5 separate regions of the Mus musculus genome follow, and regions 2, 3, 4 and 5 are each linked to region 1. Evidence: chromatin contacts called from public Micro-C and promoter capture Hi-C data. All regions are on one chromosome and are shown on one strand. The core of a region is the stretch at or near the end of the contact, and the rest is flanking DNA. Distances in the headings are between cores, read along the strand shown.

Region 1 (5,237 bases), core at 691-3,190:
TCATCCATGGTGGGATTCTTCACCTGCCCAGGAAGTTCTGGGGGACTTATGGGTGGCACCCGTCAGAAAGCTTTAGGTTGTTTCTGTCAGTGTGACCCACCTTTTATAGTCACAGTCACAGGTTTCATGGGTTATGTTAAAGACCTACAGGTAGATTCCAGCCAGAGGGGTGGTTGGTGGTGGTGGGATGAATTCCTGTCCACAGCTCCAACACTGTGACCCTGGCCAAGGTTACAGAGAATTAAAAAACAAAAACAAAAAAAACGGGCTCCTTTTACAAGACCCAGGAGTAAACTGATGGCTCCAATTGCCAGAGTGTCTTTCTTAGCCTCAGGTTCCAAATCTGTGGGTTCCTAAATTGCAGGGTGAGAAATCAGTTTCAAAATGAGAGAGAAAGGAGTTGGGGGGGGGGGGGGGACGACGACGACAGAATCCAACTCAGGATCAGAGAGAGATTGGGGAAGGTACGGATCTGTCTTTGGTCTCTAGCTAGCCTCCTTTCCTCAGCCCCACCCTGCTATTGACATCAAGCTCAAGGATCCCTAAGACAAAGCAGGGCCGCTGTGAGCCAGTCCGCGAGGGGAGGGCCGGGGCTTCCTGGAGCTTCACTAGCAAGGTCACTGTGGAGTTGTCAAGGCCAGACTTTTGGTGGGCGGAGAGAAGAGCCTTAGACTTGTACGTGCATCTTGGCTAAAGGCAATTTCTCTAGGGATCCAGCTACCAGCTGAAAAAAAACAAAACAAAACAAAAAAAAACAAAACAAAAAATCTACCCTCTAAGACTGCTAGTTGAAAACACCACAGACTGGGTGGAATAACGGGTGTCAGTACAAAAACTTTTCCTGTTTTTCAAGACACCTTGGAGGAGCCAGTCATATTTTTATAGGACAGCGTGCTTTAACTTGACAAAGGAGCCGCGTGCCAAAGGCCAGAAAAGAGAACCAGTTTCTAAAGCTGCTCCAGCCTTATCCGCTCCGGAAGCCGCCCTGTATCCTCCTTTGGTGGCGAAGATCGATGCTCAAGGACGTTGCAGCTGCCACAGGGACCAAGCACCTGTGTCTGTCACAGCAGGGACTTCAGCCCGGAGCACATCTCCGGGTCTTAACAGTAGCCAGTCCGCGGGCAGGAGTCTCAGCCACTCAGGGTCGCACCCGGGTGCGTGTAGGAAAGGTGTGGACTGAGGAAAGGAAGCTACGTCCCGGTCCCGCCAGGGTCCCGGTGGACCTAGAGAGCAAAGAAGGGCGGGAAGGCCCTCGAAGTGGCTGGCTCTGGGTATCAGATGCACACCCAGGGGCGTCGCCCTCCAGTTTCAGCTACCGAGAGGTTAAGAGACTCATCTGGAGTCACACAGCTAGCTATCTGGTAGCACTTGGGGGGCTGCAGTTCTGATCCCTGCTGGACGGACGCACAACTCTTCATTTGGTTCGGATCCTTGGGACTGTCGAACCTGGAATCGTCCTTTGGTTAAGAGGACCGGCTTTCCCTAACCAACTTCGAAATATTGCAGTCCCACAGGTCTGAGTGCAACCAGAGGCGTGACGTGCCAGGTCTTGGAGCAAGGGCTATCCCTGGTAATAACGCCTGGGACCTGGAGTGTAGTTCCCCATGGACTTCGGAACGCTTCGGACTGAGGTCCTTCCAACTGGTCTCTTAACGGACGATAGCTCCAAATCTCAAACACAGTGACCTGACAGTGAACGAACTCGGTAGCCCCTGAAGCAGAATGGCTCTGTATCCTTCAGCAAGTCCTTTCCTTTCTCCGGACGGGCTGGCTAGGTGCCCCTGCGGTCGCGGCCGCGCATGCTCTTGGACGGGCGGTACAGGGAGCGGGCGGCGGGCGCCCCAGCTGCTTTGCATTGACGCCAGCAGCCGCTGGAGGTCACCGCTGGGGGCTGGGCGCGGCGAGTTGCCCGCAAGACGCGGTCCGGAGCACGGAGCGGGAGTCTCGGATGCTCAACTCCTGGCTCGCGCAGCCGCCTCGGCGCTTCTCGACGGCGCGGCCCGACCGGAGTCGAGGCGCTCGCTCCGTCAGCGAGCGGGTCCCCAGCTCGGAGTGCGGGCGCCGAGGGCTGGGCTCCCCTACGGTAGCCCGACTAGGGGCGCTCACCCAGCCGTCCGCCGGGCCGAGGAGAGGCACCGCCAGGCGAGCGAGCGCCCGTTTCCTCGAGAGTCAGACGAGGCGAGGGCGGCGGTGCAAACGCGGCGCGGGCTCGCGGCTCCCGGTGGCGAGAGCGCAAATCTCCACCCCCGACATTTCCCCGGAAGCGCGGCGGCTGCGGCGCGCGCGGCGATGTGAGGGAGACAGCGGCGGCTCCCGCCTCAGGAAGGGCATGTTCGGAGGGGCGTCCGCGGCGCGCCTCTCGCCCCAGCGCCCCCTCCCCACGGCCGCCGCGCCCGCAGCGCAATAAAAGGGGCGGCCGCGCTTCCTGACGCGAGACCCGCGCTTGCCGCCGCCGCCCACCCGCCTGCCCGCCCGCCCGCTCAGGCCGCGATGACACGGCGCCCGCGGCGGCCCCGAGGCGCCGGGCGGGCCGTTTGCTGACCGGATCGCGGCTGCCCGCCAGCGAGTCCGCGGTGCCGCCGCCGCCAGTATGGGCTGCGCCCCGAGCATCCACACTTCCGAAAACCGAACGTTTAGCCACAGCGACGGCGAGGACGAGGACGTGGACGTGGACGTCCCGGGCCCCGCGCCGAGATCTATTCAGCGATGGTCGACCGCGCCCGGGCTCGTGGAGCCTCAGCCTCGGGATAACGGCGCCTCGAAGGTGAGCCGCACTGGGAGGGCGGGGAAACAAACGCGGGGCACTGGGGGCCCTCTAGGCAGCCGCCCTGGCGTTGACCGACGCCAGCCGCCCGCGTTTGCGGGCTGTCGCGGACCGAGGCTTAACAGGGCTATGACGCGGCGCCGCGGGATCCGCCGTGTCCGTTCCTTCCCGGCCGGGGTCGGACGCGGCGAGTCAGTTTTCTCCCAGCGGGGTGGGTGGGGGACCCGGGATATCCCCGGCACGTTCCTGACATGGTAAACCAGAGTGCACTTTGCTCTGGCATTCCCAGAGTAGAAAGGCAAGGGTTGTCCGCACTGGGAAGGGTCTTAGATGCCACCAGTTCCCCCCCCCCCTCACCCCCTGCCTAGCTTATCCCAACCTCTGTCCTCTCATTGCACAAGCAGTTTCACTTTTCCACTTTTTTGGGGGCCATTGAAATGTAACCTGGAACATAGGTTTGGCTTCACTGCACGCTTTATCTGAAGTTCAGGTTTGTTAGCATACGTGTGGTATTTAAAGCCTGTGTAATTAGAAAATACTACTGGAGACGTGACCGTGACCCTCGAAGGATTCAGCAGGGCGAAGTTAATTTTGTATGGAGGCAGTCTGCCTGGGACTTGCAGGGTTTTCTGTTTTGTTGTTTGTTGCGTGGCTTCTCCAGCGCCTTTTGCCTCAGCTTTTATCAAAAGTTTCCAGGGCGAAGGTTTTCTGAAGGAAAGATAAAAGTTCACAGAGGCACCCGCAGCAGCTTCCCACTTACATTTGGGATTTTGGAGTGACATCTCAGGCGTTGTAAAACAAACTGGTATGCTGGGCTGCAGTGTTTGAACATAGACTCCTCTTTACTAGGAAGTTTTAAGTATTTTGCAATTTTTAAAAATTGCTTACTGGGTACTGCACACCCTCCCAGATTTGAACGATGTAGTTGACTTACTTAACTGTCTTAACTTTCTAGCAGTCATAGAAATAATCCTTTTTTGTTGGAAAGAGACGATGTTGTTCAGCTTTGCACACTGGAGTGCTTACCCTGCCCTACCAATTGCTCTAAGTGAAAATTCAACTGTGTTCTGATTATTCTCAGTTGAATTCTTTCTCCTGGGGTTTCTTTAAAGAAACCTGTGATGGCTAGAGTTTAGAAGGCTAGGCCAAACTGCTTTTAATGGCTTATATAACTAAGTCTTAACAGGCTTACAAACAAGCAAGACACTATAGATAAAGTTGAATGTGGGAACCTTAACAACTGTCACATTTCTTACCCAAATCTAACATTGTTTTCTTTTTCATTAGCCAATATTAAATTCCAAAGCCATCTTTCTTCAGTGAGACACCTTTCTTCTTACAGGCCTTTTTGTGGTGGCTTAGACTTCCTATTAGGCGTCCTGTAAACCTCTCCTGTGCAGCAGTCCACCTCTGCCATCCACAGGTCCTATCCCCGAGTACTGCTGTGCCCACAGATCTTTTCTTGTCAGGACGTAGACAGTGCGTCCAACCTCACAGTGTCCAACCTCATGGCAGGCACAGACTAGGTGCTAAAGATCTGTTGGCTTTATTTTATTTTATTTTATTTTATTTATTTATTTATTTATTTTTACTGTTTACTCGTTCATACTTCTGTCTGTGCTATTTGTGTCCATAGAACATTTAAGATAGACTTAAAGATAATATTAACATCTACAGAGGAGGAGTCAAATTACAAATTACAGTAGCACAGTCAATAGAAATGAAAGTCCCTCCCATACTTTTATCTGTGAGTTGTTCCTAGTGCTACCACATCTCAGTTACAGGTCAGTGAATTTAGGCTTAGAGCAGAGCTAATCACAGTTTTTCTTTGGTTCCGTTTTTTTTTTTTTTTAATTAAGATATAAATGTGCTCTGGAAATTGGAAAATACATATTAGAGAAGAAAAGCTTTGGCAAGATCAAATTGCAAGTAATTTGCTTCTTTATTAATGAATGTCTTAGGAGCCTATTCTAGCTCATTAACAATTCCTGGAGCTGGGAGGAGCTGGGAGGAGCTGGGAGGAGCTGGGAGGAGCTGGGAGGAGCTGGGAGGAGCCAGGAGACAGCTTGGATGATAGCATCATGCCTGTCAGGCAAGAATGAGGACCTAGTATGGATTCCCAATACCCACATGGAAGCTGGCTGGTCCACAGCCCTAGTGTTGGGGCTACAGGCAGATCTCCTGAGCCTGCTGCCCTGATGGCCTACGCAGTCAGTGAGCTCTGGGTTCAGTGAGAGACCTTGCCTCAAAACCAAAGTAGACAACCATAGAGGTGGCCTTCCTGCCTCTATGTAGGCATGCAAGCATATGAGTGTGTCTACATGTGTGTGTGTGTGTTCTTTAAAATGCGGTAATTCTGGGTACTCTTGAGAATTTAAACAAGACAGTCAGGGGAGGAAGTCTTATATCCCTATAGCATACAATAAAGAGTTCCTCAAAGTTGCTGAAAGACTGGTGATTAAATACATTTCAG
Region 2 (5,237 bases), core at 1,485-3,984, 1.7 Mb before region 1:
TGGAAAGGTGGAAAGGAAGAACAGGGACTTGACCTGTCCAAAAATGCCCAACTGACCAAAAACCTCATGGGCACTGCTTCCGTCCAGCCACCCAAACCTGCTCTATCTTTTCAGACGATGGCTTGCTGTTCCCCTGGACTCTGGCCACCACGTCACATGAGCCCTGTGCTTCTTATCTCAGCTTCAACTAAGTCACCGAGGACGAAACCATCTAGATGCGCTCGTTCCAGCCAGGAGTGCCTACCTTAGCTATTTAGCCATGCTTTCACCATTTTCAACTGCATATATAACATTTCGCAGCTTTCTTTACAAAGATGGAGCTTCCAATAGGAATAAAGAAACTGCCAACTTTTTTTTTTTTTTTTTTTTTTTTTTTTGCTGGCCATGCCTGAAAGCATTAAGGCTGTAAATAGTATTTTAATCCTGGAACGAAGAAGAATAAAAAGGGGGAGAAACAGTACTGCCATCATTGCTTGAAAAAGAAACCTGGGTAGCACTTAGAAAGTTATTTAAAAAGAAAAGGAAGAGACTGGATATACTTCTTTGAGACCAAAATCTCTACTTAGGAGGAAGTACTAATTCTTGGCTGGGGGGTGGGCAAGACTAGGCTACCTTCACGGGCATTCGGAAAGATCTGGCATTTACGGAAGACACTGGGGATGTGAGCACTGTAAACCGCCTAGAGCAATCCCACCTCAGGAACACCTTCCTGTGCAAACTAACCGTCGGCACTCCCAAAACCAAACACGGGACAAATGGCTTTTCAGACTAACTTCTCACGGAAGCTTCTTGGGGGTCAGGATTGAGGCACAAACTCGTGGTCATCTTAAATGGTCTCTCAGTCTGTCTCAAACACAACACGGTATCCTCCGAATGGGCCCTGATATGCGCTTGGGTGTTGCCTGGAGCCTATGCACCTTCCCACCATAGCGAGCCTCACAGAAGCAGGATTAAGCAGGTTGAGTAACCTGCACACAGAGGGAACTCAGAAAATGTTCTCCGAACCAAACCATTAAGCTGGGCCCCCTACAAACGGTAGTCCCCTGTTGCTAACCCCCGACTTACCAGGCCGAGGGGGATATGGCCACCGCCAAAGTGGGGCAGGTTCCCTCTGCCAAGCAGACCTCCACGTCGAACACCAGGGCCCGCTCCTCGGGGATGGCCACGGGTTCGGCCTCCCCCTCGGGGCCGTACCGGGTCCAGCCCTCCGCCCAGGCCCAGCTCTTGGGCTCGGGGGGCAATTGGGCCTCCAATAACGAGGCGGCCGCCTCCAAGTAAGGCAGGCTCTGCTTCTGGGCCAGGAGGCGGAAGTGCTGGTCCAGGTTGCCCCCGAAGAGCCGGGGCAGGCGCAGCTCCACGTCTGGCAAGGGCGTGGCCGGCTGCCCCCAGAGCCCGTGCTTCTGCAGGTGCTCTACGCTGCGCTGCACCGCGGCCTCGTCGGGCATTTCCCCGCCGCACCCGAAGATCTGCTCGTGCAGGCCTCTCGACAACATCTGGATGAGCAGAGGGTTGAGCCGCAGCTGCCCATTCTCGGAGGAGGGCATTTGCGACGGCGGCCGCCCGTCGCTGGGGACGGGGTCGAGGACGGAGCTGGAGACCCAGCGCGCGGTTGCTGGTACTGGCCCTGAGGCGACCTTGGCGCCAGCCACCTTCTTCCAGAGCAGGCGGCTCATGGTTGGTGCAGGGAGCCCCCCGCTGTGAGTCGGGGCACCGGGCTTTGGGCTCCAGCTTGACTGCTTTTAGTGGCCGAAAGACTCAGAGAGAGACGCGTCCCCTCTCTGTGCTCCTGTCAGTGAAATAGGTCTCACCATGCCTGCCTTCCTCACACAAGTCCTAAAGGAGACAGACGATAAAAGTGTTATTACAAGTGTCACGGACTTGAACAAACCGCTTATCCCGCAACAAACATCTGCTGCGTGCCAAACAAGCATTTTCTCCACTTGATCTTAGCCAAAAGGCCAGAGCGGAGTAGGGACATTTTTCTGTTACGCCTCCAACAACCTTAAGAAATGGCACTGCCCCCTCCCGAGGACAGGGCCACACCGGCTCGGCAGTTAACTTGGGAGAAGCCGCTGGAGATGCTGAAATGGGGAGACGCAGACAGACCAGGGTTCTGGCTCTCCAACTGCGTGACCTTGGCCCAGCTCCTTAGGCCCCGACCTCCTCCTCTGTAAAATGGGGTTAAGAACTCTAGAGCCACGGGCCACTGCTGTAAGAGTGGCAGAGGGCGCGCTCGTCGAGTGGCCCTAACCCCAGTAGGCGCTCGGCAGACAGCAGTTGCCAGTCCCACCCCGCCGGCGGCCCGAGGGCCTAGCGCCCCAACTTCGAAACCCGCCGAACGAGCCACAGCCTCGGGGTCCGCACCCACACCCGGGCGGGCCTAGGGCGCCCTGGTCGGGGCGTCGGCGGCCACCCCCGCACGCCGGGACACAGGGTCCCCGCCGCAGCCGCCGCCCTGCTCCCGGCCCGGCTTCCCGAGTGGAGAGGGAGCAGCCGCGCCCGGCCCTCCCCCTGCCGAGCCCGCCGGAAACCTCGGTCCGCTTCGCGCTTCCCGTTCTGCGGCAGCCCACAGCCCCGGCGACGACGCGGCGTCCGCGGCGCGCGGCCCACGCAGCCTCAGGGTGGCGTGCGGTCTCGGGAGCAGCCGCAACTTCCCGTCTGCGCGAACTGGGTCCCGCGGCTACCCAGAGGCAGGCGGGAGACTCCCCCGAGCGTCCAATAAGAGCGCCGCCAATGGAGCCGCCCGCCCGCGGGGGTGCAGAGGGACTTCCGGGTGAGGTCCTCCGCTACTTCCCTCCCCACGGAAAAGATAGACCAGTCTGACGCGAGCCTGAAGGCGGCTACACGCTTTAAGCTAAGTAAAGGCACCTTCTCGCTGGCGGCCGCGTGGCCTAATGGATAAGGCGTCTGACTTCGGATCAGAAGATTGCAGGTTCGAGTCCTGCCGCGGTCGACTTGTATGTTGTTTTTATCTGTCAGTTTGTTAATCCCAAGATTCCCTTTGGAAATAAAGCGAAATTGACCGTAGTGGTTATGACCAACTTCTAGTCTAAACTTAATTCTTGGAACTCAAGGATCTGAGCAAACAACTGTCAGGGTGACACATTGCTTAAACGGTGACAGCGGTCGAGAGCCTTGTCCCGGATGGAGAGTGGAGCAAACGGAGCACGTGCCGTCCGAAGTCTAGATTTGTCACCTATGGACCGCAAAGGCTAAGCCTCGATGGAGTCTCCTCCCTCCTATCCCGGACAATGATGCTGGGGGTTGATGCTGTTGAGTCCGATTGGTCGCGCCCACCGGGCACAGCTGAAGCACGTCCCGCTTCAGAGATCTGTCAATCTCTGGGTCCACCTCCCGTTGCTCCGGTTGTTTCTGCTCCCAGCTCTCCGTAGAGGGTCAGCTGCAAAGGGTCAGGCGAATATGGCCTGGGTGAATAACTGGGACCCAGGGATTCAAGTCGAGAGTCCCGTACGAGGAAAGAAAAGATCAGGATTGCTTCAGGCAGACTAGGGGGCACAAGCAGCTGATTAGGGAAAAAATTCGGACCGCGCTGAACGGCAGCCCCCACTTCCAACCAGCGAGACCACCCGGACGCTGAGAACTGTGTACAGGAGAGAGGGTCTTTGACTTTTTTCAGGAGTCGCTCCTCTATCCGCTTTTCCTGTCACTAGCAGCGGCAGGGACTCATACAGAACCCTTCTCCTTTCTCCTTTTCTTAGTTTCTTCCCCCTCTTTTGTCTGTCTGTCTGTCGGCCTGTTTGCTTGTTTGTTTGTTTTTAACGATGAGGTCTCACATTGTAACTTAGAACTTACGCGGTAGCCCTGGCTGCCCTCCCGCCTCAGTGCTTGAACTACAAATATCCACAATCTAGCTCTCCAGCTGAGACATTCTTATACATTTTTCTAGATGTACTTAATAGACATAAAGTGATTTTTGTTTGTTTGATTGGTTGGTTATCAGTTTTATATATATACACACACAAACCAGAGTCAACTAGATAAGAGATTCCTTATTTTGTGATTCTTCTTGCTTTTACATAACTTTGCTCAGTTTATTTTGCTATAAGGTGAAAAAGGAGAGGCTCTTAACTCAGGAAGCCTCCGAGCAGGAAAAACAATTTCATTTTTATTTCATAGTCTCCTACTGAAATTCAGTGTTCTCTTCATCTGTGAGCCTAGGCAAGCTGCCACGTGGCGCTAGCCATACCCGTGCCTTGTTCTCAACGGTGTTATACTCGCTGTAAATTTTTCAAAACTTTGATTGCAGCCATTGGAGTTTCAAAGAGCGGTAGCTGCGAGGAAGAGCCTAGAAACTGCGATTTAATGGACTAACAAACCCCGCATCATCAGGAAGCAGTGATGCACATCTTCAACCCCAGAACGCTGTGTTGGAGCCCTCCCCTGGGCTGTGGGAATAGCTCAGTGGGGGGAAGAGCATGGCTTGCAAGAGCGAGCACCTACCTGAAGCCGTGAAGGGAGGGAATACGTGAGGGGGGGGGTACGCGGGGGGGGGGGGGGCTGCCACACCCAGAGACTCACAGATCACCCGATCTAATCAGCAAAATCTGGGTCCCCATGAGAGGCCTGGTTTCAGAAGGCAAGATAAACAAGTCCTGAGAAACAAACATCCAAGGCTGACCTCTGGTCTCCACATACACATGCCTGTGTTAAATTGACATCTGACCCACAAAGAAACAAATACCCTATTAACTGATCTTCCCCCACCCCACCTCCAGCATGCCTCAAATAATCTCTGTCTCCTGTCTCTGGCTCCTGCTGAGTGTGTCTGTTTTGGGGGTGGGGGTTGCCTGAGGAGTTTTATATTTGTTTATTTTTGAGGCCAGGTCTCACTATGCAGCCCTGGCTGGCCTGGAGCTCATTATGTAGACCAGGTCCACTCTCACACAGAGAAATCTTCCTGCTAGGATCTTTGAGCCTCTGTAAAACCCATAACAGGGCCAAACTCCTGGAGTTATTAAAGATGACATGGTTACATGGTATAGTGTTGTAGGTGTGTGTTCAGCCTCGTTCCTTTGGAAGTTAGTGAGTCCACCAACTAGTTCTCTCTCAACTTTGAATTTCCGATCCTCCTGCCTCTACCTCCAGAGTGCTCAGATCACAGGCTGCACCACTCTACACCTGCTTTATGAAGATGAAACCCAGAGCTTGCTGTGTGCTAGGCCAACACTCTACCAACAGAGCCACATCCCACAGCCCTACGGACTAATTGGAGAGGC
Region 3 (5,237 bases), core at 886-3,385, 1.2 Mb before region 1:
CTCCTGGCAATCCTCTTGTCTCAGCTTTCCAAGTGCTGGGACTACAAGTATGCACCAATGATGCCTGACTGAGGCCCAGCTCTCTCGGGCTCCTACCAGTTTGCAAAGCCAGAACAAGGAGATGGTGTCTCTGGTGGTTAAGTCCTTAGTTGCAGGCTGGGGAGCTGGCAGGAAGCAGGCACAGAAGCGAATGGTTGTTGAATGACTATTTGACTGTCAGAGAGGACTTTGTCTTTTTTTGAGAAAATATGACTTGGGTGTTCTGGAGAGGGCAGGTGATGACAGAACTGTGGCTTCCAGCATTCCCTGTTGGCTGGTGAAGGTGCTGAGGTCACTAGAGACCCAGTGTGCTGAGCCTGAAATCACGGGGTCCTTCTTGCTGAACCAAACTCTCTGGCTTCTGTTTTCTCACTCCTTGCCAGAAATAAATCATGTTCTGAGTGACTGGAGTCATTGCTCACAGCTCCGTGAGCTGGTGTAGGGTGGGGCGAGGGGCAGTGGCCTTGGGGCTCCTGTCATTAAAGACCCAGGCCTTTGGGCTGGGGGGAGGGGAAGGAGTGGCTGGTCCTATCCCTGGGAGGCTGCAGTCATTGGGGGAGAGACAATGGGGCTCTGCATCTGCTCCTCGCTGGGAGAAGGGACCCTCCAGTGAAAAGCCAGGGAGAGCAGGGAAGTGTGGGAGGAATTGATGAGAAGGGGTGGAGCCAAGGAGATGCAGCCCGGAGGAAGGAGGGAAGGGGAAGGAAGAGCGCAGGGAGGGGAGAGGATCCAGGCTTCCCTTCAGCTCGGTGACCTGGTCCGGAGCCACAGCTTCCCTCGCTTTGTCTGGGCCCGCCGAGACCTCACGTTTCTCGCCCAGCTGCAGCCCCAGTCCAAGGGCCAGGCATCCAGCAGGTGCTCAATACTTACTTGGGAAAATAAGAAATGTGGCCAACTTTGCTCTGGGAACTTTTCCCCCGTGTTGTCTCCACTCCTCTGGAGAAGCCGAAGACAGAGCTGGTCTTGGGAGCACGCCCAGGCGCCCCATGAATAATTGACCCTTGGTGGCGACACTGCCCCGCTCTGTCCGCGGGCTCCGTACCCGCCCATGCGTCGGAGTCGAGCGGCGCAGCTCTTGAGTGGCGGGTGTCCGGGAGGTTGGAGGCGGGGTGTCCGGCCTGTCCCAGAGCTGGGAGGAGGCCAGGCTATGCCGAACCCCGGGCCCCGCGGGGAGCCACAAGGGCCCAGACCTCAGCGAACGACCACGCCTCGGCGCCCTCCAGCAGTGCACCCCGGGGTCGAGCCTAGGCCCTGGGCTTGGGGAGGATGCGAGGGACCCCGAACTCCTCTGAACCCCATTCGCACCCGGGTCCCGGTGATAGCAGCCGGGGCCGTTCCCTCGAGTCTGACCGTCCAGGGCTCTGCGAACAGCTGTTTAAAGGCTCTTTACTGTTGAGGGCTCTGCGGCGACGTTTGCTCTAAGTCCCATCTGCCCACTTAAAAAATATATTAAGTGAAGAGCACCCCCAGCTTCCACCCCTGACTGGGGAGGGGGCAGGTTGAGCCCTAACCCGTATTCGGAAGGACTGGCCACTCGGGCTCCCCCGACCCCAACCCCCATTAGCTCTTATTTGGGATAGGGCACCCCAGACTTCCTGGGGGCTGCTCTCTGGAGCCCCCTTTGTGCCTGGCAGGGACAGCCCCCCCATTTCCATGCGAGGTTCTGACGCTCCCTTCTCCCCCGCTTGTTAATCTTTGTTCCCCTTTTCTGCTGAGAGGAGGGGAAAAAAAAGAGGGAGAGGGCGAAAGAAAAGAAGGAAAAAGGCGTGACTCGATTTTCAAACGAAACTCCCACAGCAAACAAAACCCTTTTAGAGAAATAAAGGAGGAAGGAGGAAGAAAAGAGGGAAGGGGAAGAAAAAAAAGAGAAGCCTCCAGGCTTGCAATTCGAGTAGGAGAGTTGCAGCGAGAGAAAGAAAGAAAAGAAGAAAAATCCTCTCTGCGGTAGAAAGAGAAAAAGAAAACTTGGGCCGAGGAGAGGGGGGTGCTGGGGGGGTGGAAGGAAGTGAGAAAACAAAAGAGAGATAAAAGGGCTGCTTTTCTGTCTCTCTTCCTCTGCGAGCAGGCTTAGGAGGAGCTGTTTAGCATCCCTTCACGTCAGCCCTGCCTCATTCCCTTCTTCCAGGGAGGGAGAGAGCGCGAGCGAGAGAGCGAGCGAGCGCGAGAGAGAGCAGGAGGGAGAGAGAGAGGGGGGGAGAAAGAGAGGAGCCGGAGGGAGGGTGGCAGAGCAGGGCGGGCGCGCGTGGAGGCGGCGCGCAGCTGCAACCCGGGCGGTGGGCAGCAGGAGCCCCCGGCCCGCCCGGCCCGGCCAGCCGAGGGCCCCCAGCGCGAGGAGCCGCGCCCGGACCCAGGGTGAGTGTCCCGCGAGCCCGCGGCCCCGCCAGCCCCCGGGCGGCCCGCGGCGGGGTGGCTGGGGGGCGCGGGGGTGGGTCGCTGCGGCCGCGGTCGACCCGCCCCCCGCCTCTCCCCGGGGACGGCGGCGCGCAGGCAAACATGTCGTCTTTTCCTTTCACTTCCACATTCCCTCATGCCGGAGAGCTGGAGCGAGAGAAGGGGAAAGAGAGAGAGATGGCGTCTGGAGGGGGGGAGGAGGAGGGAGGAGAGGGGGAAGGGAAGGAGAGAGGAGAGAGAGAGACAGAGAGAGAGAGAGAGGAGAGAGAGAGAGAGAGAGAGAGAGAGAGAGAGAGAGAGAGAGAGAGAGAGAGAGAGAGAGAGAGAGAGAGAGAGAGAGAGAGAGAGAGAGAGAGAGAGAGAGAGAGAGAGAGAGAGAGAGAGAGAGAGAGAGAGAGAGAGAGAGAGAGAGAGAGAGAGAGAGAGAGGCACAGGCAGAGAAGCAGCAAAATGAAAGGAAAGCGCGGCGGTAGCGTGGGAGGCCGGGGAGGCGGCGGCGGCGGTCTCCGGCCCGCACGTGGGTGTCGCGGCGCTCGGGGATGCTCCCCCCGCACCCGGCCCGGGACTCAAAGTTTCACCCTTCGCCGCCCCGCCCCTGCGGCTGCCCACAAACTTTTTACTCCGGGAGCGGGTGGGGTGGCCGCGCGGCCCGGCCGGCAGGGTGGCTAGGGCTCAGCGCGCAGCTGGCGTGCCGGGCGCCCCTCGAGGGCAGCGGGCGTCACCAGCGCGGGACCCCGGCCCACCTCGGTGGCCCCGTCTCCGACCTGTTGAAGGCGCACCCCCCGGGCCGGGAACCGGTGGGCAGATCCCCACGGCAGATCTCGAGCCTCCCGTGGCTCGGCCTCCCTTCCTCGCCGCCCCCTCTCCCTCTCCTCGCGGTCATTTTCCTAATTGGACGGAGCTGTGGGGCGTGATCGTCGGCGTCAGACGGAGGAGCCCCCCGAATCGGGTGGTCTTCCCTCCACGACTCTCAGACCCCACCGAGCCGGCCTCGGTGCTACCCCCCACCCCTCCGCCCCAGCTGCGGACTTGCTAACTCGTGCGTAGCGGGTTGTTGGTTTTCTTTCTTTTTTTTTTTTTTTTTTCAACTTGCCTTTTAAGATGACTTTTATGGTCCCTGCAACTGCTTCCCTCCAGTCTAAACTGTAGTTTGGGAAGATTTAAGAGGCCAGGGAGGTGCTTGTGTGGGCTTTAACTAATCCAAAACGGTCATTAATGTATCTCTACGCCCTGCGTGATGGTTCCGACCAGGCCGAGCAGTAGTCTGGGTGTGTTTTCACCCGGACACTGCAGAGTTCCTTCACGGTCTTAGCGGCCAGTCTGCCAGTGAGGGGACACTTGACCTGCGGGCCCTGTGCCCTATCTTCGAAGGGCACTCTGAGCACCTTTCTTTCCGTTCACAATGGAAACTCTCCGCCACTGTCCACCTGAAGACTTAACTAGTCCCTGTGGGTACCCCGGAAGCTCACAAAACTCCCCCACAGGTGTGCGGAGGACTTTGTGCTGTTGGGGGTCATCCAGCCAGCTTTGACGCTGCCCTCTCAGCCTTGCCTTTGTACGTGTGTAAGTAAAAAAGCAAAGTTCATTTCTGCCGAAGAGAAGAACTGGTGTATGGGAACAGGAGCGGGGGTGGGGGGTGGCGGAAGGCCCTCCTAGGGACCTTCAAAGATCCGTGGAGCTGGCCTGAGATGGGGGAGCTGGTCGTTACCGGCTTTAGATATAAGTGTATTCTCATCAAAGCTGATGGGCCTGTCTGGTTTTGATTTTGACCATCACCTTTTCACTTGTTTGAAAGCACATTTACCTTGGAGACCTTGGCTTAGTGTTTTTTTTTTTTTTTTTTTTTTTGTCTGCTCTCTCATCCCACAAGTAACCCTGGGCCGGGCACCTGCTGTTCTTGGAGCACAACCTTGAATTGATAACTTCCAGCTCTAGCCACCTTGCAGAGCTGGCTCTGCTGCCAGAGGGCACTGGGTAGAGCTGCTTTCTGTGGGGTAGGGAGAATGGACAATCTGGCCTGGTTTCCCGAGTGACCGTGTGCCAAGAGTTTCAGTGAGTTGGGGTGGGGACAGACTGTCATCTAGAGTGCCTTGGTTGTCTTCTCCGAGCTGTTCTGAGCTGACCCTTGGCCCCATGGTGTACAAGGCATTTGTTTGTACTCAGATCCCTTCTGTCACAACCAGGCATTTTATTTTAGGCTCCCTGTCTAGAGCCAAGGAAACAGACAAGGTCTAGAATACCTTTTGGGTTGGAGGAATGAATAATGGGATCACTAGAGATTTTGATGAACTTCTAGTTTAGATTTGCAGGGTGGTGGAGAGATATTTCTAGCAAGGCTGCTCTTTTGAGACAGTGTCTCACTACCTAGCCCAGACAGACTGTGAATTGGGGATCCTCCTGTCTCAAGCTCCCAAGTGCTGAGATTACAGTATGTGCCACCAGGCCTGGCTCTAGCATAGCTTTTTTTTTTTTTCTTTTTCTAGAAGGGGATGATGACCTGTGGGTCTCGGCCCCTTGGGGCAGGGGTGTCACATACCCTATATTTACATTACATTCATAACAGTAGCAAAATGAAGTTAGGAAATAGCAATGGGATAATTTTATGGTTGGAAGTCACCAGGACTGTATTAAAGGCTGGCAGCATTAGGAGGGTTGCGAACCATTGGGATCCTGGAAAACTACGAGGAAGAATCCATTGCATTCCAGAAGGAACAGGTGGAAAAGCCTACTACTCCCCTCACCAGCGCCGACGTTTGGTGTAGGTTCCTCCTTCCGGCATGGTCACCCACATCCCTCAGGTCTTACCA
Region 4 (5,237 bases), core at 1,647-4,146, 1.1 Mb before region 1:
AGCTCTAACACAAGCCCCGAAACCAGTTCTGAGAGATGGGCATGGGCACCTGGAGTTTCCCAGCTATGGTCGAAACAAGGCTCACAGAAGAACAGATAAGAACTAATTCCTGGGTCTGCAAAACTTGACAAAGGGCCTGTGGGATGGTGGGCAAAGGGAAACGGAAAAGGCCCACTCCACAAGGTTGTCCTCTAATCTCTGTACATGTACTGTAGCAAGTACACACACACACACACCCCACCTATCTCTCTCACACATACAAAATAAATAATAAAGTTTTAAAAGTTTAAAAAGGCGAAGCAGTGGTGGCGCACGCCTTTAATCCCAGCACTTGGGAGGCAGAGGCAGGTAGATTTCTGAGTTCGAGGCCAGCCTGGTCTACAGAGTGAGTTCCAGGACAGCCAACACTATACAGAGAAACCCTGTCTCGAAAAACCAAAATAAATAAATGATTTTTTTTAAACCCTGATGATCAGCCACTGAATAATTTATTCTTGGATACTGGGACTATTTGTCCCCTGCAAGTATACAAGACTGGCAGGGTACCTTCCTGGTCTAGCCACCAAGAACGCCTCAAAATGGGGCTGGAGAGATGGCTCAGCAATTAAGAAGCACTTACTGTTCTTATAGAGGACTCAAGTTCAATTCCCAGCACCCACATGACAGCTCACAACCATCCATAAGTGTAGTTCCAGGGAAACCAATTCCCTCTTTTAGCCTCTGTGGGCAAATAGGGTCACAGGTGGCATACGTACAAACATAAATTCAGGGGAATTGATACAAGTTAAATAAAAATAAACGAGTCTTTAAGTATCTATCTAAAAAGTTAAGGTGAGGAAATGACAAAGTTTCTAACCAGGAGTAGAATAAAGGGAGTCTAAGTAAATGCTCTGTCCTCTGGAGAGGCCGAATCTCTTCCCAAGGTCCTAGAGGGGCCAGCAAGCGGCTGCTGGAAGTTGCAAGTGGGAACCAAGGGACAGCAAAGACATTGGATGTTGTTGGTTGGTTGGTTGGTTTGGTTTTAATCACCTCCCCACTTGGAGACCTTCAGAAAGGACCTTCCACTGGCTGCTTTTTAAAATGTGTATCCAGATTAGGGGTGGGGGTGTGTGGCTCATGCCTTTAATCCGAGCACTTGGGAGGCAGAAACAAGTGGATCTCGGAGCTTGGACCAGTCTGGTCTGCACAGCGAGTTCCAGGACAGCCAGGACAAAATGGAGACCCTGGCCTCAAAAAACCAAAATAAATAAACAAAATGAGTATCCAAATTCAGGATCCCAAAGTAGCCTTATTTTCTTGTTAGTGCAGTTTCTTAAGGTAGTTTTGTTAGTTAGTTAGTTAGTTAGTTAGTTAGTTAGTTAGTTAGTTTTGGTATTACCATTTTACCAGACTCCTCAAAAGAGAGAAAAGATGAAAAAGAGGAAAACCACTGAGTGCCTTTAACTTCTACCATATTTTGCTGCAAAGCTGCCATATGTGGGTCTTGAAGGCCTGAGGCACTTGATGGGGCTTCAGAGGTTAGAGGCAGATCCCAAGAACACAAAAACATGTATGTCCCTTTCTCCTTGGCAAAGGGGAGTGTCAAGGGCCCCGCCCTCTCCCTCCTCCTGGCCCCCAGCTTCGGTCAGCTGCTCCCACGGTGAGTTAACGATTACCACTCTAGCCAGAACAAACCCCATAGCCAAACCCACCCCCTCTTCCTCATTCCTCTGGCTAACCCCAAGGGGTTTTGAGCCAGGTCAGGATAGAATTTCCGTGGCAACAGGCATCAAAAGAGGCCACCAAGTGCTCTACATTGTTCCGTGCCTTTTGTAGCAAGGCGCTGAGTAGCAAGGGTATGAAAGATGCCCACATGCCAGGTTGGGCAATCTGTTAGTAATGGAGACTCTAAAACCCTGATTATTTTGTCCGGAGTTGCGCCTTCACGTCTAAGAAGTAAGCTGAAGGCAACGCAGAGATCTCATGGGAACGACTGACTGCAGAAAAATGACAATATGCGTGCAGTGCCAGGTCTCCACAGCTTGTATGCCAGGCAGGACCCACTCACATGCAGCAGCTCGTGGTTGGCCCAGCAAGGGGCCAGGAGAGGGCCCAGACTGAGCGTCCTGCGCAGCGAAGGGTGGGGGAGTGGCAGAGAAACAAAAGCGGGAAAAATGGAAGGACATTCCTCCAGCTGTCGAGTAAAGGTTCCAAAAATAGCTGACGTGGGCCTGTTGGAGAGGAGGGACCAGAGTACGCAGGGATTGGAGAGAAGGGGAAGTGGAGGCCTCTCCTCCTCGCCTTTGTCTGAGCCGGGAGCGCGAGGTGACCCTCCTCTGCCTAGGGCTGCAGCAGGCCGCTCCAGCCCCTCTTGGTCGCTTGTCCCCTCCAAAGGCCCAAGGCAGTCATGATACCCCACCCTGGGTCCAGGTACCTCTGGAAATGCTCCCCCGGAATACCTGGAGAACCCCAGCCCTGATAGGACCCAGCAATCCCGCCCCAGGCCACCAGCTGCCACTATCCCCTGGGTCCCCACCCCTGCGCCTGCAGCGGCCCAGGCGCGCGGGGCGCGGGAGCTCGGTGTAAGGCCACCTCCCGGCCCTTTGTAACCCGCACGCCGCTGTTCCCCGACCGCCGGCGTGTCGCGAGTGGCACTCCAGGGTCCCCCTCCCGGGACGTCGCCACGTCGCAGCGCTGCACGCGAGCCCGCCCCCCGGTGCGACACTCACAGTGGCGCCGCGGCTGCTCCGGCCAGCTGGGGACAGTCAGTGCTGCCGGTGCCCAGGTCCGCGCTGAGCCCGAGGCTCTGCAGAGCGAGCTCACAGCCCGCAGGTAGCCGGCCATCCCGAGCACGCGAGGTCCGAGCACGCCGCTGCACCGGGCTGTGCGGTGGGGACTCTAGGCTGGCCCTGGTGGCTGGGACCCAACCGGGGCGGAGCTGCAGAACCTGCCGCCCCATTGGGTCTCACCCGGGAGAAGGCGGGTCCACGCCAGGGCAGGAGCCTGCTCGACACCCTTGGGCCTGTTCCAGAGCTCAGGCGGCCCCAGTGCTGAGCCCGCGCTTTCTGGGAGCCTCCATATATCCTCAAAGCATCAGGTACCGGGGAGACCCATCGGGCCGCGGGGGCTCACGGCTGCAAGACTCCCCGCTTCCGTTAGAATGTCAGCTGCAGACACGTCGCCTTAGTCCCCTGCGTCCTTTGCGTTTAGCTGACCGACGGACCTGAGGCGCTTTCATCAAGACAATGACAAGCTTTGCCGTCTTGAACCTAGACCATGGCAACTTGGGTCTCCCCCAGGTAGCGTCCAGTTGGGTGGACTAACCAGGATCGAGAGTTGAAATGCCAAGTACGGTGGAGGCAAGAGGATGAGAAGTTAGGCTACATACCAAGTTCTAGACCAGCCTGGGCTATATGAGACGCTGCGGGGCGGGGCGGGGGGGGGGGCGGCTGGAAATCCTCCTTCTGCTCCTGACTAGGCCAAACTCCTAGCCCCAAAGTCCTTCATCATGGCCGACTCTGTCTCTTCTGGACATAAGAGTGCCTGCCAGGAGACTTCTGTGACATTTGTGTGTAAAGGTTTGAGGTATGTTCATCCTTCAATAGTACAACCACTGCCCAAGTTAATTATATTCTATGCTAGTAGTTATGTAGCCCTGAAGGAAAGCCCATGTCTCCTATATCCTAGGCAAAGGTCCATCCACAACCCAGCCCAACAGCTCCTAGTTTACCTGTTTGCGTGGGGAAACAAACAGAAACATACAAGCTAAATCCATCACTGTTCATTTTCTTGAAGTAGGGGTCACTGAAGTCTGGGTTTTGTGTATCAAATATCACAAATCCACCCCAGCTCTCCCAGTCACACCAACTCACTCCAGATGAGAGCAACCTTTCTGCCCTGTGCTCCCAGCTTCCCAACCCAGCTTCACAGTGTTGTCAGGTGGAGCTATGCCAGGAAAGTGGCCTTGAACTGCCAACATCAAAGCTTCCCTCCTGGAGTCTCAATCCATCCGAGTCACAGATTTGGTTCTGGGATCCAGTACAGAGAGTATATGCAAAGGAGAGACATCTGGGTCCCTCCAGGGACTGAGGAAAGGAATAGGAAAGTCTGGCCTGGGGCAGCATGTTCCAGAACAGTCTGAGAGCCCTTCTACGAGATTCCCAGTTCTCTTGTGTAAACACCGGTAAAGACCACAGAGGTTGTTGACTTGGGCTTTCATGCCATCCTGGAAATACCAGACCCCTGGACTCCAGGATCCACACGTGCAAGGTCGGAGAACAGACTTCCTATGCATCTTTCTAGACCAGTTAGAGTATGGATGAAGGTCAGCTACCTGCACTGCCTCTGTGATTGCTGCTGAAGCACAAGGGGCTTCTACATAGCAGACTCCGTCTCAGAGTTCTGCCAAGTCACTACCCAGCCTCAGTGTCTGCGGGCGGACCAAGGCAGAAGTCTTCATGTTTCTAGAACCATCCCAGGCAAACCTTCTAAGTGCAGCATCAGTTAGAACCAGTTGAGACAAGGTCACTTTCTTCTTCCTTTTCTTCCTCTTCTGCTTCTTGTCGCTCTGAGACAGGGTTTCTTCTCTGTAGAATCCTGGTTATCCTGGAACTTGGTATATAGATCAGGCTGGCCTCAAACTCAGAGATCTATCTAATTCTGCCTCCCCAGTGCTGAGATTAAAGGCAAGGGCCACCACTGTGCAGCTGGCAAGGTCACTTTTTAAACTGCCCAGCTTGTTGCCTGCTCCTAGGAGTGACTAGATCACTCCTAGTGATCTGTGAGGCAGCTGGGTTTAGCAGAGCTCAGAGTGGAAAGGACACCATTTCAAGTCATATGGCCAGGATGTAGTTCAAACCAAATTATCTGGCTGACACCCCAATATTTGCTTAAGGGGAGAAGAGAGAAACTAGGGACTCTGTTTTTCTTGTTGGGCACTCCTGGCCATGGTAATTTCTAAAAATTATTAATTTATGTGTATAGTTGTTTTGCCTGCATGTGTGTCTGTGTACCACATGCATATATGATTGGTAGTCTCAAAGCCAGAAGACAATGCAGATCTGGAGTTACAGACAGTTGTGAGCTGCCATATTGGTCTGGGAATTGAACCCAGGTCCTCTGGAAGAGTTAGCTCTTAACCTCCAAGCCATCTCTCCAGCCCCACACAGACATTTTAGACCCTGAAAGTTTTTCCGTGATGATGATGATTGTCTTAGTTAGATTTTTACTGCTGTGATCAGACGTCATGACCAAGGCAA
Region 5 (5,237 bases), core at 1,706-4,205, 1.0 Mb before region 1:
TCTCTCTGAGTCACACTATTGACTAATGGGTTGTATTTTCATTTGCTGCATTAGAATCCATTACTTATGCTGTTTGATAACCAAATGGCCATCCGCCTGGCTCCTCTCCACGCGGCCATCAGACTGTCTCTTCAGGCATGGCCTCATTAGGCTTTGCTTTGCTTTCAGGCCCAACAAAATGAGCTCTTTACCTTGTACTTAAGGAGAGCGCTCTGCTTTTATAGAAGAGCGGTGTGCAGAAACCAAGATCTGGAGGCTAAATCTGCACACCCATTATTTTTATCAGTAACTTGATTAAAGGTCTAAGGAATACTTAGCCAAATTTACGATGACTCAAAAACCAGGAAAGGAGGTGCCAAATGTATGATAATAGAATCAATATTCAAAACAACCTCCGTGGGATGAAATCTGGGCCAGAACCAATAGATTTAAGAGAGATAATTTTGAAGTCTTGTGTTCAGTTGAAAAAGTTATTGCATAATTTCAGGTTTGGGGCACTTTTCATTAGACAGAAATTGGCATCAGAAGATTGTTTTAGGTTGTTAGCCAACACGAGCCTGTAGTAGTCTGACCCTTGTCATCCTCGGTCACCCAGTCATTCCTTCAACCAACGCTTATTGAAGACGCCTGCCATGTGTACAGGCACCATTCCAGAGGCTTGGGAGGTTGAGCAGGGGAAAGCTGCACCTAGACTTTCATTTTATTTATGTATGTATTTATTTAAGTTCTGTTTTCGGTTTGTTGTTGTCTGAGACAGAGTTTCACATAGCCTCGATTGGCCTCAAGCTTGTTATGTACCTGAGGCTGCCTTGGATTCCTGATCCTACCCGCCCTTCACCTGCCAAGTGCTAGAATTAAATACCACCATTTCCAGCTGACTTTAGAAATTTATTTTCAGCCGGGCAGTGGTGGTACATGCTTTTAGTCCCAGTACTTGGGGGGTGGGGGTGGGGGTCAGAGGAAGGAGGATTTTTGTGAGTTCAAGGCTAGCCTGGTCTACAGGAGTTCCAGGACAGTCAAGACTACACGGAGAAACCTGGTATCATAAATAAAGACAGCCAGACAGATAAGATAAATGAATCTGAGGCTGGAGTGATGGCTCAGCAATAAGAGCGCTGGCTGCTCTTCTGGAGGCCCCGGGTTCAATTCCCAGCATCTTCTTTTATTTATTTATTTATTTATTTATTTATTTATTATATGTAAGTACACTGTAGCTGTCTTCAGACACTCCAGAAGAGGGAGTCAGATCTCGTTATGGATGGTTGTGAGCCACCATGTGGTTGCTGGGATTTGAACTCAGGACCTTCAGAAGAGCAGTCGGGTGCTCTTACCCACTGAGCCATCTCACCAGCCCTCCCAGCATCTTCATAACTGGAGTCAGGAACTCCAGTTCCAGGGAGTCTCAAACCCTCACACTGACAGATACATGTAAAAAAAAATTTTTTTTTTTAGACAGGATATCTCTGTGTAGCCTTGCTGTCCTGGAACTGGCTCTGTAAAACTCAAGAGATCTTCCTGCTTCTGACTCCCAGGTTGATGGGATTAAAGGCCTGGGCTACAGGCCTGACCTTGAAACAGTATTTAAAGTGCTATTTATTTCATGTGCATTGGTGTTTTGCCTGCATATATATTTTATGTTACACACACAAACACACAGGTCAGAGGTCACAGCTTGTGGAGTAGACTCTGTCTACTGTGTTTGAGAAGAGATTAACAGGAGGAAAGGAAGCAGCAGTTAGAGCAGAAACAGTACATTTCAGATGATGGGTTAACCAGTGCAATTGGACATGTGGCATATGAGAAAAGACACGAGACTGTAGAAGGATGTCAGGGTGGTGACAGTACAGGAGTTGTGGAGCATGGGGAAGTCTGGATGTAAGAAAGAAGACCTGAGACCATCCAAGAGCTTGTCTGCTCTGACTGCCACCTGCCTGTGGGGGTGGGGAGGAGAGTAGAAAGATGTGGCTCTGGAACTGCCCACATGGGCACACATGGGCAGCAGCGAGTGCAGTGTAGCTTCGACAACTGCAGAAAAGTCTGGGGGAAGTGGTTTCATTGCCACAAGAACAATGAACACATATTTTTAAGTTTTTAATTTTATCCATTCACCTAGGAAAAGCTGAAACGGGTTTCCAAAACCTTGATGTCTTTGTTGATCTCCCCCTCTTTATTTCCCTCTATTCCTTTGCTGTGGCTCCACCAAATTGACTTCAGATTGGGGTACCTGCGGGTGGATACCTCTGGCGTCTCATTCCAGCCTTAGGGAATCCTTTCCTATGCTCAGCCACGTGCTGGTTGTGGGGGGGAAGGTCTAGCCTCTTTGGCAGTGCAGTCCGTGAAATCCTAATTATCCCACTTGAACTGATTCTGCGCCGGCCCCGGGCTTCGCGTGGACAGAATTCTAAGCATGGACAACCGAGCAGAGTATCTAGATTCTAGACCATGCATAGACCTCTCGCGGAAGTAAGACTGGAAAGCTACCAGTCTCCGTCTCAGAGTCTGCACAGCTCCCAGAGCGGGGGTGGGGGTAGGTAGGGGGCATGTGGGGCAGGGTTCCCGGGAGCCGGAAGGAGGGCGGGTCCGTGCGGCTTTGCGAGCTCCTCGGTCTCCGGGCTTCAGGTCCCCAGGCTCTGCTCCGCTCCCCCTCCCCCCCAGTGCCCCAAGTCGGGTGACTCGATCCAGCGCCCCTCGTACTTCAGCGCCCAGGAAGGAGGAAGGGGAAAGAGCTGGGCAAGGACCAGCTAGGAGGCCCGCCTACCCGTCGACTTCCTGCTCCGCGCCCTCCTCCCTGCGGCGAGAGCGCGGGGCTTTCACCCGCAGCACTGGGCAGAGGGAGCCTACGGTGCGGCGGCCCACGTGACCACCTTCCCTGCCGCCCACCCCCAGGTCCAGAGGCGGAGGCCGAGGGAAGGACTCCGGGCCGAACCGCGGGGCGGGGCTCCAGCCTGCGATTCCACTTGAGCAACCTGAGCCGGAGGAGGACGCCGCTGCCTGCTGCGGTCCGAGCTCCACGCGCCGCGATGGGCCGGGCGAGCCGCTCCGCTGTCCTGCGGCGCGCGCTGCTGCTGCTGCTGCTACTGCTGCTGCTGCGGACGACGACTACGCGGGCGCTCGGCCCCCGGATCAGTGTGCCGCTGGGTAAGTGCTATGGGGCGCGGCAGAAGGAGGGGAGCGCGGGCAACGAGATGCTTGGTGGGGTGGCCACGACAAAGGAGAGGTTGAGGTCCACTAGGACCAGGAAAGCAGTTGTGGTCAAAGCGAAAGAGGAGGGAAAGCTAGGGAGCTGAGAGCCCTTTTCTTCCATTTTCTATCTGGACTTGGAGAGGGCCGCTTTCTTGCTCGGTTGCAGCTGCTCTTGCTCGGAGGGAGCACACTCGGCACTAGGGGCCTCAGGTGCCAGCCATCCTGCCTACTCATTTACTTGTCTTTGATGCTGACCAGAGTCAGCCTTGGAGCCACCAACGGCACGGGGCTGAGGGCACTGCTGCTGGCCGTGCTATAAACTCTGGGCTTATGATATTCTCAGTCAGCCACAGCAGAGCCTGGAGTTTGGCGGGTGGGTGCCAGGTCTTTCCTCCCTGCCGGCCCATCTCTGACTGATCGACCTGGAGAATTCACCCCCTACTCCAAACACAGGGACTTGGAAACTGACATTGCGAAGACCCATCTGTACCCTGTCTAGAGGGGCCTGAGGGTATCACCCTGGTGGGCCACATTCCTTTTTTGGTGGTTTACAGCTGCCCCTGGCTGCCTGTGTTTCCAATCCTCCACTCATTCTTTACTTCCCTTAGTCTGATCGCCCCTGAACCTTTTCCAGGGAACCTCAACGTTTGGAATTCTAGGGACTTAGCCCAGTAAGTACTTCCTACTGCCCGCACTCCAGCTTCCTCCCCTGCAAAGTCGCCTCAGGCTTAGATACCTTGCAAAGTCATCTTGGGAAATTCATAAAACTTGGTGCATTCGGAGGGCATCAGGCACATAGGTGCCAACAGACAATGTTTGGCCAAACCCCTCTAAATTGCAAACTGTCACTGTGAGTTAGTGCATAAATTAGAGGTTACAGACTAAAACTCTACCAGACTTCCTACTCCATATTTGCATCCCCACCCCTAAAAGCATCCCATTTGCAAAAGGATAGAATCAGCTCTTCAGTTAAGGCCCCTAACAGGATCTCAGTCCCTTATCCAAAACATTGTTGGTAGCTCAAGTTCAAATCCTGTCTCAGCCACTTAGTTCCCACATGACCTTAAGTAAACAACTTCTCTGTGCCTTGATTTCTTCATCTGTAAAATGGGATATTAGCGCCTTGCTCAAGGCGCAGCTCATTACCAGTTGCAAAGTCCTTAGGATAGGGCTTGGTACAGAAACCTCTCAGCGGGTGTTTGCTGTCATTCTTGTTATGTTAAACTCGGACCACTCCTGCATGGAACTGGGTGGTTCGCTGTGGGTGGGGATGGTTCTAGAGTTCACTGCTGCTCCTTGGGAGTTCTGTTCTTGAAGTGAGAAATGACTGAAATCGGAACCCAGGACTGATGCTCTGCCACTTTAAAACACTTACTTAGCTTGTGTGTGGGTGTAAGGGCACACGAAAACATGACGTACATGTGGAGGTCAGTGAGGTCAGAGGGCAGCTGGTGAAATCCTCCCTCAGCCGTGTGGATCTCAGGACCTAAGCTCAGGTCCTCAGGTTTGGTGTCAAAAATCCCTTTCCCTGATGCGCCACCTCCCCATGACCCCCTCACCTTGTTGACCCAGGGTGGAGGTATGAGCTAGGTATGGAACCTGTCCTGTGTTAGGTGTGTTAGGCTCTGAGCCATACATACCCCTTGCTGCTTCTGTCATCCTGTGTTTCCCTAGAGCTCTCAGCCCTCCCGAGGCTGCAACCCTTTAATGCAGTCCCTCAGGTTGTGATGACCCCCAACCATAAATTACTTTTGTTACTGCTTCATAGTTGTAAATTTGCTAATGGGCTGAGGCCCGCATGTTGAGAGCTGCTGTCCCAGCCGTAAGGAAGGGGCTGTGAGATAGAGACACGTGCCCCTGTGGATCCCGCTTACGCCTGGGGAAGGCAGGACTAGCTTTTGGGGCTACACCAAACACAGTAGGTCTTTTGCCTTAGGGAGTGATGTGAAGACTTGATAGGGGCGTAGAGAGGCCCTTCTTCCTGGGAGAGCATCTGTCTTGGGTTAGCTGTATAGTTCCAGGACCTGGCCACCTCCCACAATTCCCTGATCATT

Evidence for each region. Promoter capture Hi-C pulls out the DNA fragments that hold promoters and counts their contacts. A called contact is a pair of places that touch in the nucleus more often than the background predicts. Capture Hi-C pulls out chosen DNA fragments and counts their contacts.
Region 2: a promoter capture Hi-C map of liver shows a contact between it and region 1, with 4 times the contacts expected there. The contact joins the promoter of Polg here to the promoter of Pde8a in region 1. A contact is called at or near these places in 2 of 9 other capture datasets (adipose tissue and liver).
Region 3: a contact with region 1 is called in a promoter capture Hi-C map of adipose tissue, with 4 times the contacts expected there. The contact joins the promoter of Zfp710 here to the promoter of Pde8a in region 1. A contact is called at or near these places in 1 of 115 datasets of contacts at active chromatin or transcription factors (thymic regulatory T cells) and 2 of 9 other capture datasets (adipose tissue and liver).
Region 4: a promoter capture Hi-C map of liver shows a contact between it and region 1, with 3 times the contacts expected there. The contact joins the promoter of Idh2 here to the promoter of Pde8a in region 1. A contact is called at or near these places in 4 of 39 promoter capture datasets (liver, neutrophils and pre-B cells), 2 of 115 datasets of contacts at active chromatin or transcription factors (memory CD8 T cells and thymic regulatory T cells) and 1 of 9 other capture datasets (liver).
Region 5: a Micro-C map of embryonic stem cells shows a contact between it and region 1, with 3 times the contacts expected there. The contact joins the promoter of Sema4b here to the promoter of Pde8a in region 1. A contact is called at or near these places in 2 of 39 promoter capture datasets (both in liver) and 2 of 484 Hi-C or Micro-C datasets (both in embryonic stem cells).

What each region holds. Positions count from the first base shown.
Region 1 is chr7:81,211,325-81,216,561 of GRCm38.p6, forward strand. It overlaps Pde8a (phosphodiesterase 8A), which reads left to right and starts at 1,941. Exons shown (of 22, transcript NM_008803.3): 1 at 1,941-2,764. The coding sequence starts at 2,591.
Region 2 is chr7:79,463,539-79,468,775 of GRCm38.p6, forward strand. It overlaps Polg (polymerase (DNA directed), gamma), which reads right to left and starts at 2,735. Exons shown (of 23, transcript NM_017462.3): 1 at 2,532-2,735; 2 at 1,066-1,833. The coding sequence starts at 1,673. n-TRtcg5 (a tRNA gene) reads left to right here and starts at 2,881; the gene lies at 2,881-2,953.
Region 3 is chr7:80,024,093-80,029,329 of GRCm38.p6, forward strand. It overlaps Zfp710 (zinc finger protein 710), which reads left to right and starts at 2,136. Exons shown (of 5, transcript NM_175433.5): 1 at 2,136-2,391.
Region 4 is chr7:80,112,454-80,117,690 of GRCm38.p6, forward strand. Idh2 (isocitrate dehydrogenase 2 (NADP+), mitochondrial) reads right to left here and starts at 2,897. Exons shown (of 11, transcript NM_173011.2): 1 at 2,709-2,897. The coding sequence starts at 2,823.
Region 5 is chr7:80,195,633-80,200,869 of GRCm38.p6, forward strand. Sema4b (sema domain, immunoglobulin domain (Ig), transmembrane domain (TM) and short cytoplasmic domain, (semaphorin) 4B) reads left to right here and starts at 2,956. Exons shown (of 14, transcript NM_001360135.2): 1 at 2,956-3,138. The coding sequence starts at 3,021.